Regions from separate parts of the Triticum aestivum genome. Here region 2 is linked to region 1. Evidence: chromatin contacts called from public Hi-C data. All regions are on one chromosome and are shown on one strand. The core of a region is the stretch at or near the end of the contact, and the rest is flanking DNA. Distances in the headings are between cores, read along the strand shown. Region 1 holds the start of LOC123130979 (methyltransferase-like protein 7A). Region 2 holds the start of LOC123128389.

The links. Hi-C and Micro-C count contacts between places; a contact is called where the count stands out from the background.
Region 2: a Hi-C map of leaf shows a contact between it and region 1, with 3 times the contacts expected there. The contact joins the promoter of LOC123128389 here to the promoter of LOC123130979 in region 1. A contact is called at or near these places in 2 of 5 Hi-C or Micro-C datasets (both in leaf).

The regions. Positions count from the first base shown.
Region 1 is chr6A:545,149,687-545,156,170 of IWGSC CS RefSeq v2.1, forward strand. It overlaps LOC123130979 (methyltransferase-like protein 7A), which reads right to left and starts at 3,054. Exons shown (of 6, transcript XM_044550759.1): 1 at 2,778-3,054; 2 at 2,573-2,668; 3 at 1,882-2,100; 4 at 1,686-1,782; 5 at 548-610; 6 at 122-421. The coding sequence starts at 2,984. The coding sequence ends at 228.
Region 2 is chr6A:545,651,512-545,657,995 of IWGSC CS RefSeq v2.1, forward strand. LOC123128389 reads right to left here and starts at 2,893. Exons shown (of 2, transcript XM_044548372.1): 1 at 2,376-2,893; 2 at 1,751-2,255. The coding sequence starts at 2,729. The coding sequence ends at 1,941. LOC123128388 (probable serine/threonine-protein kinase SIS8) reads right to left here. Exons shown (of 13, transcript XM_044548371.1): 6 at 6,329-6,397; 7 at 5,785-5,885; 8 at 4,972-5,050; 9 at 4,765-4,863; 10 at 4,618-4,686; 11 at 4,020-4,069; 12 at 3,757-3,933; 13 at 3,095-3,623. The coding sequence ends at 3,509.

The DNA.
Region 1 (6,484 bases), core at 1,804-4,303:
CGGCCTATGGAAAGGCCTGCAGTTTTTATAGAGAGAGAAAGGGCATCCGCCCCTGTCCATTTCATAGAAATGCAAACAACAAGGCCTGCCCAGCAAGGCCTGCAGGATTTACTCAAGAAAAAAAAAGGGAAAGGCCTCCAGGGGCAATAACTGAGCAGAAATGTGCCAGTACGAGTATTATCTCAGAATAAACCACACAGAGTTCCGTCCCAAACAGGCAGAGTATGTCATTTATAGGCTACACCATAAACATGGGGGCTAACGATATATGCAGATGACAGGCGCACCGCGTTCAGGCTCAAGCTCGAGAACCCGGCTTCCTTGATGTTTTCAGCTGTTTTCCTGGTGAGGTGGCACCCGTCAGCGACAAATTGCTGCAGAGGATCAAGGGCACCTTGCACGAACTGGAGGAAGGAACCATCTACGAGCGGACAAAATGAGCAGGAAATCAAGCAATGCACAGCAGCACAGGGACATATGTCTTCAACATAGAATAACAATTAACAAGCAACCACCAGAGGTTATGCATGCTAGTAGCTGGGGGTACCTGCTGCAGCAACATGCTCAATGAATAGGTAGAGACCACCGGGCTTTAGGACTCTCTTTATTTCTGCAGAAGTTAATGCCCAGAGTTATTCAAATAGAAAATGGTGGTTCTTAAAAGGAAAGGAAATACCGAAACATAGAAATGGAACTTAGGTCAGTAGCCAACTAGCCAATAACCTCAACTCATGGTCAGTGTGATGCGTAAAAATGGAGGCCAGAGTGTGGTCTGTAGTCTTTTTGAAACGAAGGTAGAGAGATCTCTACATAATATTCAAAAAGGCCAAACAGGCCAAGAATACAAACGCAGCAATCTCAGACCAAAGGTTGAAGAAAAGAGCTGCCAATGCCCGAAAGCAAAGACAAAAACCACAAAGAAGCCAAACAGAAAGATAAAAGGAAGGGAAAACTTAGGTGCCCCAGTTAAACAACATACTCCCTCCGTCCCAAAATTCTTGTCTTAGATTTGTCTAGATACAGATGTATCTAATACTAAAACGTGACTTGATACATCCGTATCTAGACAAATCTAAGACAAGAATTTTGGGACGGAGGGAGTACTATGTAATATTTATTTATAGCAAATGCAATGCCAATAATCCATGCATCATTATTAAGTAATGCAAATGGTACTCCTAAGGAAATGATAATGACTTTTAACTAGACAAGAATTGATGACATAGCATCATAGTCATTTTACCATTGAAATGTTTTTTGACTAGGAATTCGCCAACACACTGCTCTGCAATTCAATGTTCTGTATGTAGGAGTTATCGGTAAATGAATGCCCTATGTTGAACAGTATATCGGGTTAAATATTTCCATCTTAGTGCATCAACAGAGGACAATCCAGTTAGGCAGTTACCATTTAGCCAAAAGATAATAGTATGATGCGTTTTGTCTGTTGGAAGGCAAACTGATGGTATAGAGAATGTGTCATAAAGTGGTATCTTCTTAGCCAATCTAATTGCAACAACAACAAAGTCTTCCAGTCCCAAGCAAGTTCGGGTAGGCTAAAGTTGAAACCCCCATAAGATGTCGAAACCTAGTCATGGTTTTGGCACATGGATAGCTTAGCCCATCTAATTGCCTTACCAACAAAACTGAAGTTCTCAGATGACATAAACTTAGAACTATGTTACCTCTTAATGCCATATCAGTGTCCTTTACCGAACACAGCACCAATGTACCAATAACTGCATCCATGGAATCATCCTCTGCTGGCAAAGCTTCGGCGACCTAGGTAAAGCCATGCATACAAAACAGTTCTCATGCTAACAAAATGTAAGCAGACACCTAGTCCATGATCATAACTCATAAGGCATCATACTTCCATACCCCTCTTCTGAAAGTGAAATTTGATTGCGGAAGCCCGGCAGAATTTGCTGCTGCTCTAGAATACTCCTCCATGTACATGTTAGGATCTACCCCAGTTACATTTACACCATCAGCACTTGCATAGTACTTTAAGTTGGGGCCTGTTCCAACGCCAAGCTCCAGAATGTTCTCCCCCGCAACTGACAATTGGGAGAAGAGATTCGATTTATACTGCGCAATCTGCAAGCTTCACCAAGTGAAATGTTTAGTGAGAACATAACACGTTGTAAATATCACATCTCCGTTCCTGAAAACATATGACTGTATTTTTTATAGGAAAACTAAAACTACTGATCAGGTGATCATGGATATAACAAATAAGTACTAACACTTAACAGAACAGCACTCCAAGTGCCCACTTCTGACATTTATCTTCTCACCGGATGAAAATAAAAGTATGCATTACTTGAGACGCTTCACGAATCACGAGTTCACTATGTCATATTGTGCAATTCAATCAGATAGGAAACCAGACCGGCAATATCACAGATTGAAACATCCGAGAATTTGGGTTCGGTGGGTTCAGTTAGCTGCCCAGTTGCTGACACAGACTTGCAATCCTATGATGAGTTGTCTCATGGAAGTTGGTTAACACGTGACAAACTTGGGAATGATAAAGCAGTGGAACAAATATTAGGGGAAAATTATATACCTCGGCTTCATAAGACTGCATGCCCTTGTCCATGGCCGTCGCGTAAAGCTTCTCGTACCAGCCAGGCCTCGCTGGGTGCACCCGTTCAAGCATCACCTGCACCAAGCCACACCAAGTAAAATATAAGATTGTCACGAAGCCATGTAATTTGCATCGCAGATAGTGAATTGGTGACCGGAATAAGATTGGGCGTGAAGGAGCTTACGGCGGGGTCGATGGCTGGGGCGGCGAGGCACGGGGGGTTGACGAGATGGAGGAGGCCGGCGGCAGAGGATGCACCAAGGAGGTGGCGGCGGCCGCAGCGGCATCTCCCAAGGATAGCTACTAGAGTGCTTCTGCGGCGGGGTTTGAGGTTAGGATGTGAGCCGCGGCTGGGGACGGCGACCGCCGGGAGCGCGACGAGGCACCGCATGCCGAAGATGTTGGGGAACGGGGAGAGGAGTACGTGAACCAGGCTCGAAGGCGTAAACCACAACGCTCTGACACGGTTTTTTTTTCTTTGAGAATCTGACACGGTTAGGCTTATAAATTGCCGGGACATCGAAAGCCCAAAATCCCATATTTAGTTAGGCCGAGCCCATCAATATCTGGACATACTCCTTTTAACGATATTCTATGGGCTTTCCCTAGGCAAACGATATTCTATGGGCTTTCCTAGGCAAACGCCCGACGCGGCGAATCCTATTCCCCGCGTAGCTCGGGGAATAGTAATCAAAGGTGCACCCTCCGGCACGCCTCGTCCTCTGTACAAAGAGACGACCCGTTGTACCTTTTCCCCCACTGGTTTCGAGGAAGGCTAGCAAATTCGAAGGAATCATTGAATGAAAAAGGAGCAAAGAATGAAAAAAGACGAGTCTCTACTAGTCTTCACTCTTGTGGTTTTCTCTTCGTCGGTTTTTGTTTTCTTATTCGAAACCCTTCTTGAACCAGTTTTTTTTAAACATTTTTCATTATTATTTCCTTTATTGTTATTTTCATTTTTTAAAATCTTCAACTTGCAAAGTTTTTTTAAATCCCCGAATATTTTTTGAAATTCTTGATTTTTTAAGAAAATGAAGAACACCTTTAAAATTTTGAACAATTTTTTTAAATACGTGAATATCCTGTAAAATTGTGAAAATTTTCAGGTTTGCAAATAAATTATGAAATCACTGAAGATTTTCAAAATACATATCATTTTTTTATTTCATGAACACTTTTCAAAATCATGATTTTTTAGTTATGAAATTTTTCATAACCGTAATTGTTTTTTGAAATTGCAGATAATTTTTGAAATCATGGACATTTTTTAATTCATGATGTTTTGAAAGTTAAAAACATTCTTTTGAATTCGTGAACAACCCCGAACATTTTTTATAAAGTCATGAACATTTTTTCAGATTTGGGATTCGTGAACATTTTCGAAGTAAAAACAAGCAAAAAAAAGAAACAAAAAACAGGGCACCTCGCCTCACACTTGGGCTGGCCCAAAGTGCGCACACGAGAAGGGGGGGGGGGGTGTGCGTGATTCCTCGCTTTGCACGACGCGGCGCGAAGAATAGGAGCTCTCGCCCGCGTAACATCGTGTCCTAGGAAGCTCGAGCTTGGCGAGACGAGGGTGGAGCTACGGTGGTGAGCAGAAGTGGTGGTTGACGGACAACGAAGAACTGAGTATGAGTCGACGACGACACAATGGTGAGCCGTGACTATTCATGTGTAGGCGAGGAAGGATTGCGGCGGAGAGGTGGTGACACAAAACAACAATTTGCGACAAACTTGGTGGTGAACGTACGACGGGGAATGGGCCTGAACCAACGAGGACGTGACAACAAGCACTGTTGGCACATGTGTAAGCGAGGATGGGATCACGTTAGAGCTGGCCGCAACACAGTGGAGGCGAGGATGAAGCTTGTGGGTGGGGGTGGGGGTGCTCGTGTAGCGTACTGGTGTTGGAGAGGGGAAGGGTGGGGTTGGAAAGAAAGTAGGGGAAGAGGTTGACCAGGGGAGGCAACATGACAGCGAAAACGAGTGGTGGGGGACACCGGTTCAACCGTGTCAACTGAAATGCAGGGCGGCAAACACGAGGGAAGACAGTGGGTTGTGTGTTCCTAATGACGCCACATGTAGCTCGCGGAATAGGAGGTCTCCTTTCGCCGTGTGTGCACAGTTAGAGCAACTTTCGCAAATGTAGCCATAACGGTAACTTCCATAACACACATGAAGCATAGTACATAATTTTTGCAGGGCTGTCCACAAACACATAGTCGCCGTAATATAGTCTTCAAATTTTCTTTGTTTCTATATCTTGTTTACAATTTATATCAAACGTTGCAATAATTCAACAAATATTATTACAAACCATTAATAAAAAATATCACATAATCCAAATGCAATAAATAATACAATCAAATAAATTGTGAAAGTAAAAAATAAATTAACTTTAAACAAATTTAAACATATTATCTTCCAACTAGCTGTCAATGATGCTCAGTTAGTTTCTCCTTTGACTGATGATGGAACGCCCAGTCTTAAATCTTTTGGTACGCCTCAAGAAATGATTAATTGCGGCTTCTGTCCTTGTGAGGCCTGGCAATTGTGCCAATATCTTCAGTCAGTTGGGATTGCGATATCCCTATCATATTCTATGACTATGTTGTGTATGACCACACAACATGCTATAATATTTGTAAGACATCCTCTCGGACAATTGAAAACTTTGCATGCAGCACTCCAAATGCCCTCGGATTGTCTTTCCTCTAAGCCTCCTGCACATTGGCGATATGCTTAGGTTTCCTACTCTCGGTATTAGATACCCTGTTCATAAATATTGACAAAGATGGATAGGTGCCATTGACTAGATAGTAGCCTTTGACCTTTGTCATACTTATCATCGTTCAGTGTGAAGTTACAAGGTGAAGAAGTACCACCAGCTAGCCTTACAAACTGATGAGATCTCCGCAGGACATAGATGTCATTGTGAGATCCACAACCTAAAGTAACAATGCCATATTCATAAATCTTCGGAGGCAACAACTTTTTAAATTATTGTTGGATCCTTGCAATGCCCAGTGAATTAGTCGTGCCAAGCTTCAAGGCAATTCTTCCACCTCTAATGCATTCAATCAATACTTTCGGTATCCTACTTTTTAAAGACTCTGCTAGAGCAGCCTTTTTAACCAAAATTATCATAATGACTGTTATTATGACAATCAAACCGATACGTCGACTCCCCTTAGGTTGCTCTAACACCCGGCACAGTTCAGTCATAGTGATCCTAAGAAACATTTAGCAGTTGCTAAAAGAGAGAAGTTCAGTCATAACGATACGTCGACTCCCCTTAGGTTGCTCTTACACCCTGCACAGTTCAGTCATAGTGATCCTAAGAAACATTTAGCGGTGGCTAAAAGGAGAGAAGTTCAGTCATATCGGCATTGCCCACTATATGCGTGTACAGTTATGTATGCTAGTGTTGATCTTGTCGAAGTTCAGAGAGTGTAAACCTTCAGCCAAGGCTTCAGCTCTAGCTTGTACGCATGATCATTCAGACGCATGGTTTGGCCTCGTGTGCTGCCGGAGCTTGGCCTCTGCAGTGCCGCTGCCGCACCATCACCTTTCTCTCTTGTACTGTTTCATCAAAACTGACAAGTGACAGGGGGGCAAGGCGAGACAGGGGCAACCGGAGCCGCAGAATCACACTAGCTAGACGCGTGGTTCGGCCTGTCTAACTGTCTTTCGCCGAGCGGGATGTGATACGTGTCGGGACCGCGAGCTCAGTACCACGGCGACGTCCAGGTCTCTCTCTGTCTGCATGTGATGCCTCCTTCCCTGCTCCGATGCTTCTCCCATGGTTTACCGCTCGAGACACGTCGTTTCGCCGCTGTCGAGTGGTAGAGCAGGAGGTAAAAGGCTCCTTGGATCCTCTCGAGTTTGTTA
Region 2 (6,484 bases), core at 1,643-4,142, 500 kb after region 1:
ATATTGAGGACTTGTGGCCTCTCGACTGTAACTCTATAACTCTTTAATAAACTCCCTTTACCCTCGCAAAAAAAAACTAAAATGCATCTAGATACATCTATATCTGCGACAAGTAATTCGGAACGGAGAAAGTAGTATCAAGGAAAGAACATGTCAGGATTACAAGTTTGCATGTGGAACATCTTGCATCTCATCGAGGTTGTGAGGAACTGTCTGTCCCCGGGCACGGTTGCTTGGAAGGCAAAACTCAAGACGCCGAGATTAAATGAGCACATATATCAGAAATGGTACGGAGTACGTACCAGAGAAGCACCGGAGGACATGTCAAGAAAAAAAGCTACCGAAGGAGAAACGCGTTGCTTTGGCAGGCGGATCGCAAATGGCGGAGATTAAATGAGCACAGAAATGGCGCGTAGCAGTGCCAGCGAAGTGCCCAAGGACATGTCAAAAGACGAGAAGTGCCGAAGGAGACAAACGCATCAACTTGATACGGGATACTGGACCACGCATGAGCACATGCACGGTGTACTGACCAGCGTTGCCAATACGCTGGGCAATTACGGCAGGAAGCAGTAATCACCAGCTGCCCAGTGCCCTAGAAGGACAGGAGATGTAAACTATAACATTTTCAGTCACATAATTACCACCGTTTATCAGCGGCGGTGGATGCCGGGGTGGAGGCCTCGGCCGGCGGAGCTGGTGGTGGCCTTCTCGTCATAGTGATGAGAGGTCAAGTGTGGCTGAGCATGGGGCGGCGTGCGGATATGACGGTCCTGACGTTGGTTGTCGTTGTATGGGCGACGACAATGGTTGGTGCGGCGGTGGGTGCTTCCTGGAGCACCCAGAATCAAGGCGGCAACCCCTCTTCTTCGACGGCGGCGGACTCCGTGGTCATGCAAGCGAAGCGGAGTCTGAATTTCGAGGTGGTGACGGCCTTCTGAGGCTGGTGGCAGCATGGGACGTCCCTTTCATCAACAGATCAAGTTCGATGCGGCTCAGAAGGTAACACATGCATCTCTTTCGGAGTCGTCGACCACTGCCTGCCGTCGGTAGGTGAAGCCTCCGGTGGATGCTACGCACGATGTCTCATGCGGGGACGTCAAGTCATGCCTGCTATCAGCACGTGCTGCACAGTGGCTCTGGCGAAAGTCTCATGTGCTAGCCTGTTGCTGATGGATCGAAGATGTTGCGACAATGGCGGGAGACAGACGATATGGGACATCTGTCTCCTGATGTCTTCTCCATAGGTATCCGATTATCAAGGCGTTGGTACTCGGATAAGGGAAGATGGTACATTCGGCTTCAATGGCGACTTTATGCACTCCAGTGAAAACACAAGATCTATAATCAGGCTATGTCGACGTGTGCCTGTGTCGGTGTCCTTGCTGATGGTGGTGGATTGAAGCTTGACTTTAGGGATGAGAATCCGAAATTCAACCATGTGTTGGACTCGCTATCATCGGCGCACGTACGATGATTCCTTCTTGAAGGCGTAACCTAGCAGTTGTGTATTTTTTTATTTTATTGTCGTCGTGTAACATAGGGTTAGTGGTTATGTGGTGGAGTTACTGTCGCGAGGCATGCACCCTTGGATTTTTCTTTTCGCTTTATTGCCGACTCGATGTTGTTCGGCTGCTCGATTTTGCATTCTTAATAACATATGGTTGTATGCATAATCCTGATGCAGAGGCTGGGGTTATCCTTTTAAAAAAAACTGCATTTCACAACCCTTGGGACAAAAAATCACATATTGAAACACAAACAGGTCAAACTGCACATTTATTGCTAAGAGAATCTCAGGCATATTGGATGCATGTTGGCCGGTGAATAGTGAAATGAAAAATGCTTTTAAAAAAAATACGAACTGGTGATTCATCGAAGCAAAGCCGCCGCGACTATACTTATTTAGCGTCAGCTAAACTCATGTCAGGATGCCTTGATCAGTCATCGTAATCATGGCGGCGGCGGTTGTTCCCGCGACGCTGCTTCCTCTCATCGTCGTCGTCGTCATCGTCGTCGTGCTTCTTGTAACGTGGCTTTCTATCATCGTCGTCGTCGTCGTCACGCTTCTTGTAACGCGGCTTCCTGTCATCCTCATCATCATCGTCGTCGTCACGTTTCTTGTACCGCGGCTTCCTCTCGCCATCGTCGTCGTCATCATCGTCGTGCTTCTTGTGCCGTGGCTTCCTCTCATCATCGTCGTCGTCGTCGCGCTTCTTGTATCGCCGCTGCCTATCCTCGTCATCGTCGTCATCCTACAAAGAAATACAGCAAAGAGATGATTCTCAGGGCAACGGAGTCAACGGTGTCCGTGGGCCCATCTCGCCAAGCATTCCGAAACGTAACAAAAGTCCGTGGCCGTGATGAGCACTCACATTCTTCTTGCGGCCGTAGCTGGGCCGGTCGTCGTCGTCGTCGTGCGCCTTCCTCCCTTGCCCGTAACCAGCAGAGGAGCCGTGTGTCTCCTCCGGCCTCCTCCCGTGACCTGCGGAGCCGTGGCTGTCCTGGTCCTGCGGCCTCCTGCGCTGCTGCTCGGCCGCGCCGTGGCTGTCGTACGAGGACGAGGAGGTGGAGGCGGTGGAGATGGGGTAGCAGATCTCGTCGGAGGGCGGGAGGGCGCGGCCGAAGGTGAGGGTGATGTCGTAGCCGCCGCCGTAGGGGGTGGGGTCGTGCTCGTCGAAGTCGGCCACCTCGTCGGCCTGGGCGCCGCCCCAGAAGATGCTCGCCATCCCGTGCGCACGTTCGTCCGCGTCTGCTGGAGGCTCCGGAGAGGGATCGAACGGGCTCTGCTAGCGCGGGAAACGCAGAAACGGGAAGAAGAAAGAGGATCGCGCGGGCCGCTCGGGGAGTTTCCACGGCTGGGAATCTGTCATGCCGAGATGGGCGCGGAAGTCGCGCGCGTTCTCTTTTTCCCGCCCGAGGATCGCGGCGACTGGCGGGGACCGATGGTTTCTCTCGCTCCATTTGCAGCTGCCTGACGACCGTCGAGATGTGCAGCAAACGGCACGACGCACGTACTTGTTGCCTGTAAATAGCAGCACAGCAGCAGGTGAGAGTATGCAGTGAAACACCGGAACCTGGGAACCGGAACAGATCACAAACTGAACAAGCTTTTCATCTTTTTCTTCCTTTTGGTTCTGACTGACACCTGACAGCATTACATTACATGTGTTGGCACATATAGCCACCATTTGGTGGAAACACAAGAGGGAAATGGAGGGGAGGAGAGGAGAGATGGTATGAGCAAAGCCCCCTGTTCCAACCGCCACGTCAGTTCCTTGTTCAACTGTTACATGGTCTGACAGTGTCCGTCTTCGTGAATGGATCGATGACAGGCGGGCTTAATACGGCTCATGCCACTGTTGGGACGAACTTACATCTTTACAGGAAAGCAAACGGACCAACATCACGCACGCTCTTTACTCTGCACACGCATTTGGTGTAGCTGTACAAAAAAACAATTCCTGTAGGTATGGACGCCGGGCAGCTGCTCATCTTCGTTTCACTTTTACCCGTCTGTTTGCTGTACTCTCTGCCTTGGTGCTTGGCTCGCGGGCAAGGGTTTCAGTAATGGTTTTAATGCAGCCATGATCTCCGCGAATGAAGGCCGCGCCCTTGGGTCCCTGCAGCAAATACAGGAGGCATGAACATTCAGACTACTAGGAATTGTACATTTGCCGAACAAGAATTCGGATGACGATTACGAAGGCACGATGTGCAATTGAAATTGCAACCGAGAGGATTAGGCATACTAACGTCTGCCAGCATCTTGTTATGATCTCTGCTACGGCGGGGTCGACGTTGTCTGGAATATCAAGGCGGCGACTCTGAAACCCAACTGCTCCAACGACTTGCATTGCGTTCATACCTTCCCAAGGCTGCTGTAGCGTACAAAGTTCCCACAGTATGACACCGTAACTAAAGACATCGCATCTGCCAACATACACAACCATTTCAGCAAGCACAAATTTATGTGAGACATGAATACATATGAACTGGGTTTTAAGCAGTAGACTGACTTCTCATCTGATGGTTCATTACGTAAAACTTCAGGTGCCATCCACTCCGCCTGCAAACCAACGCACACATTTAGTAATAAGTATGGTAGAGCACTTGAACCACCCAGATGCAAACAAGAACGCCTACATGTAACATAATCAAGTTTTGTTTTCCGCCAGTGTACAAGAATTATCTGATATAAGTGCAACAAAATTCGAAGACACTTAATCCCGTGCGCTAGCATAAGTACATTAGCGAACTATGTGACTACACCGCTAGGCGCTAGCTATTTGTGGACTTTGAACTAGAATACTTTAGTATAATAAAAGGGGTCACTTTTTCACAAAAATAAAAAAAATAAAGGGGGTCACTTGTGTGTGTTTTTAGCAATTGGCTTCCTCTGATGTCTTCCCAGCCGTTCAATGGCATTCGTTTATTAAGAGAGGAGAGAACGGTTTCCGGAACTGGAGAACTCGTACACTTCAACAAAATTTAAACATGCAGAAAGAAGTTCATCTATACTCTCCCACAGATGGAAATATGCAGTAGCTTAAAGCTTAAAGCACTGCTCACACAAAATAAAAGTTATACAGAAATTGCAGGATCATGCAAGCTTACTGTTCCAGCTGTTGATCTTGATGATAGGAAGGTATTGTTCTTCATTCTTGATAGGCCAAAATCACAAACCTAATTGCAAAAGGTTATATAGCTTGCAATAAAAACAGAAGACAGAATGCCATTGATATAATGGAACTTGTGTGTTACCTTCACAACCCAGTTCTTGTCAACCAGTAGATTTGGAGATTTCAGGTCTCTATGGACTATAACTGGTGTGCAATTATGCAGATAATTCATACCTCGTGCCTACAGACCGTCGCAATCAAGTTAGTAAACAATATATTAGCTGTATTTGTTGCCTGCATTTGTCAACAACTTACAGACAGATATATTTAAAGCATGTATTGGTCTTACCACATCAAGTGCCATTCTTAACCGCCTCTTTTCATCCAACAGGTTGTTAGGTCGATGAATCAACCGGAACAAGCTACCTCTGTAATACCAATAGCACACCTAGTAATTAGTAAATACTGTGAACTCGTTTAAAGAATGTTATTGAACTAAAGCGGACATAGTTACAGATGAAAGAGGGGGGGGGAGCTGTTACATGTGTTCTCTACTATTTATATCAGCCTCCAAATCGTTTCATGTTTATTTCTGAGCAGATAACTGTATCCTTAATAGAATCACTTGTCAGCAATCTAATGTGCGCTCCTTAAAGGGGGTTGCTGACGAGCATTCTGGAATGTGTGAGATACTTGTCTGTTCTCACTTAATGTTAAATTAGCTTGAGTTACAAACTGCTCTCACTTAATGTTAAATTAGCTCGACTTACAAAGCAAGCCAGGTTATTAAAACATTACATGATCGAGAAGATGAGATCAAAACAATGTGACCCAGAAAACATAGAACAAAATTATTGTCCGGAGCAAAATCATAACAAACTAATTATTCAAGAATTCGACACTTGTAAGGATAAATGATTGATTAATTCCTTTGTGCCAATTGCTTCAGCATTTTCCATTTTAACATAAAACAGTGAATTCTAGAAAATCCATGAGCAACATGCCGCGTATAAATTTAAGTAAACTAGTTCAAAAGAAGTTGTCAGAAAAGAAAAACATCTTCATGATACGTCAAACTTTGCATCAAATGGTCAAGTGGCGTGATGATCTTATGATGATAAACATAAGTCTCAAATAAAAAAAATTAAACCAACAAAGCTACCTTGGAAGAAATTCGGTGACAATGGAAAGATTAGGCACCCGAGTGATAGCACCCATGAAAAGAACAACATTAGGATGACGTAACCGCTTCATTATTCGCACCTAGACATGAAGCAATTATCAGGATAACTGCATAAGAACAAACTTATTAAACCATTACTACACATGAAGGAAACAAACTGTGGTCAGGCTACTGACTTAATTTCTAGCAATAGCCTGCTTGAATTTGCACTCAATTAGTATGAATCTGTTGTCGAAAGTAATTATCTAGAGAATATGGTGTAAACTCAACCAGTAAATCTACCATTACACATAATTTCTACTGCAATGCAGTACAATTTACAACAGCGCAGAAAAAATATGATTACTTCACAGAAACCTCGACGTTTGGCTTACAAAATGCACACTCAGAGTGCATATGAAAGCCGACAGCACTGTACAACAGACATCAGGACATACTTACATAGGCATAATAAACACCAACAAAACCGACATCACTGTACTTACATCTATTTATGCCATTTCAAATATAGAAAGCAGTTTACCTCAGCTTTAAATTCATCCAGAGCATCGCTCGAAATATCTTGTTGCAAAAACTTCTTGACTGCAACTTCCTATAGGCAAAGCAACTTATTATTCTTTAAAAATGGCATTAAACAGAATATAAAAATTAAAGGGATTGCTAAATGATTAACACAACT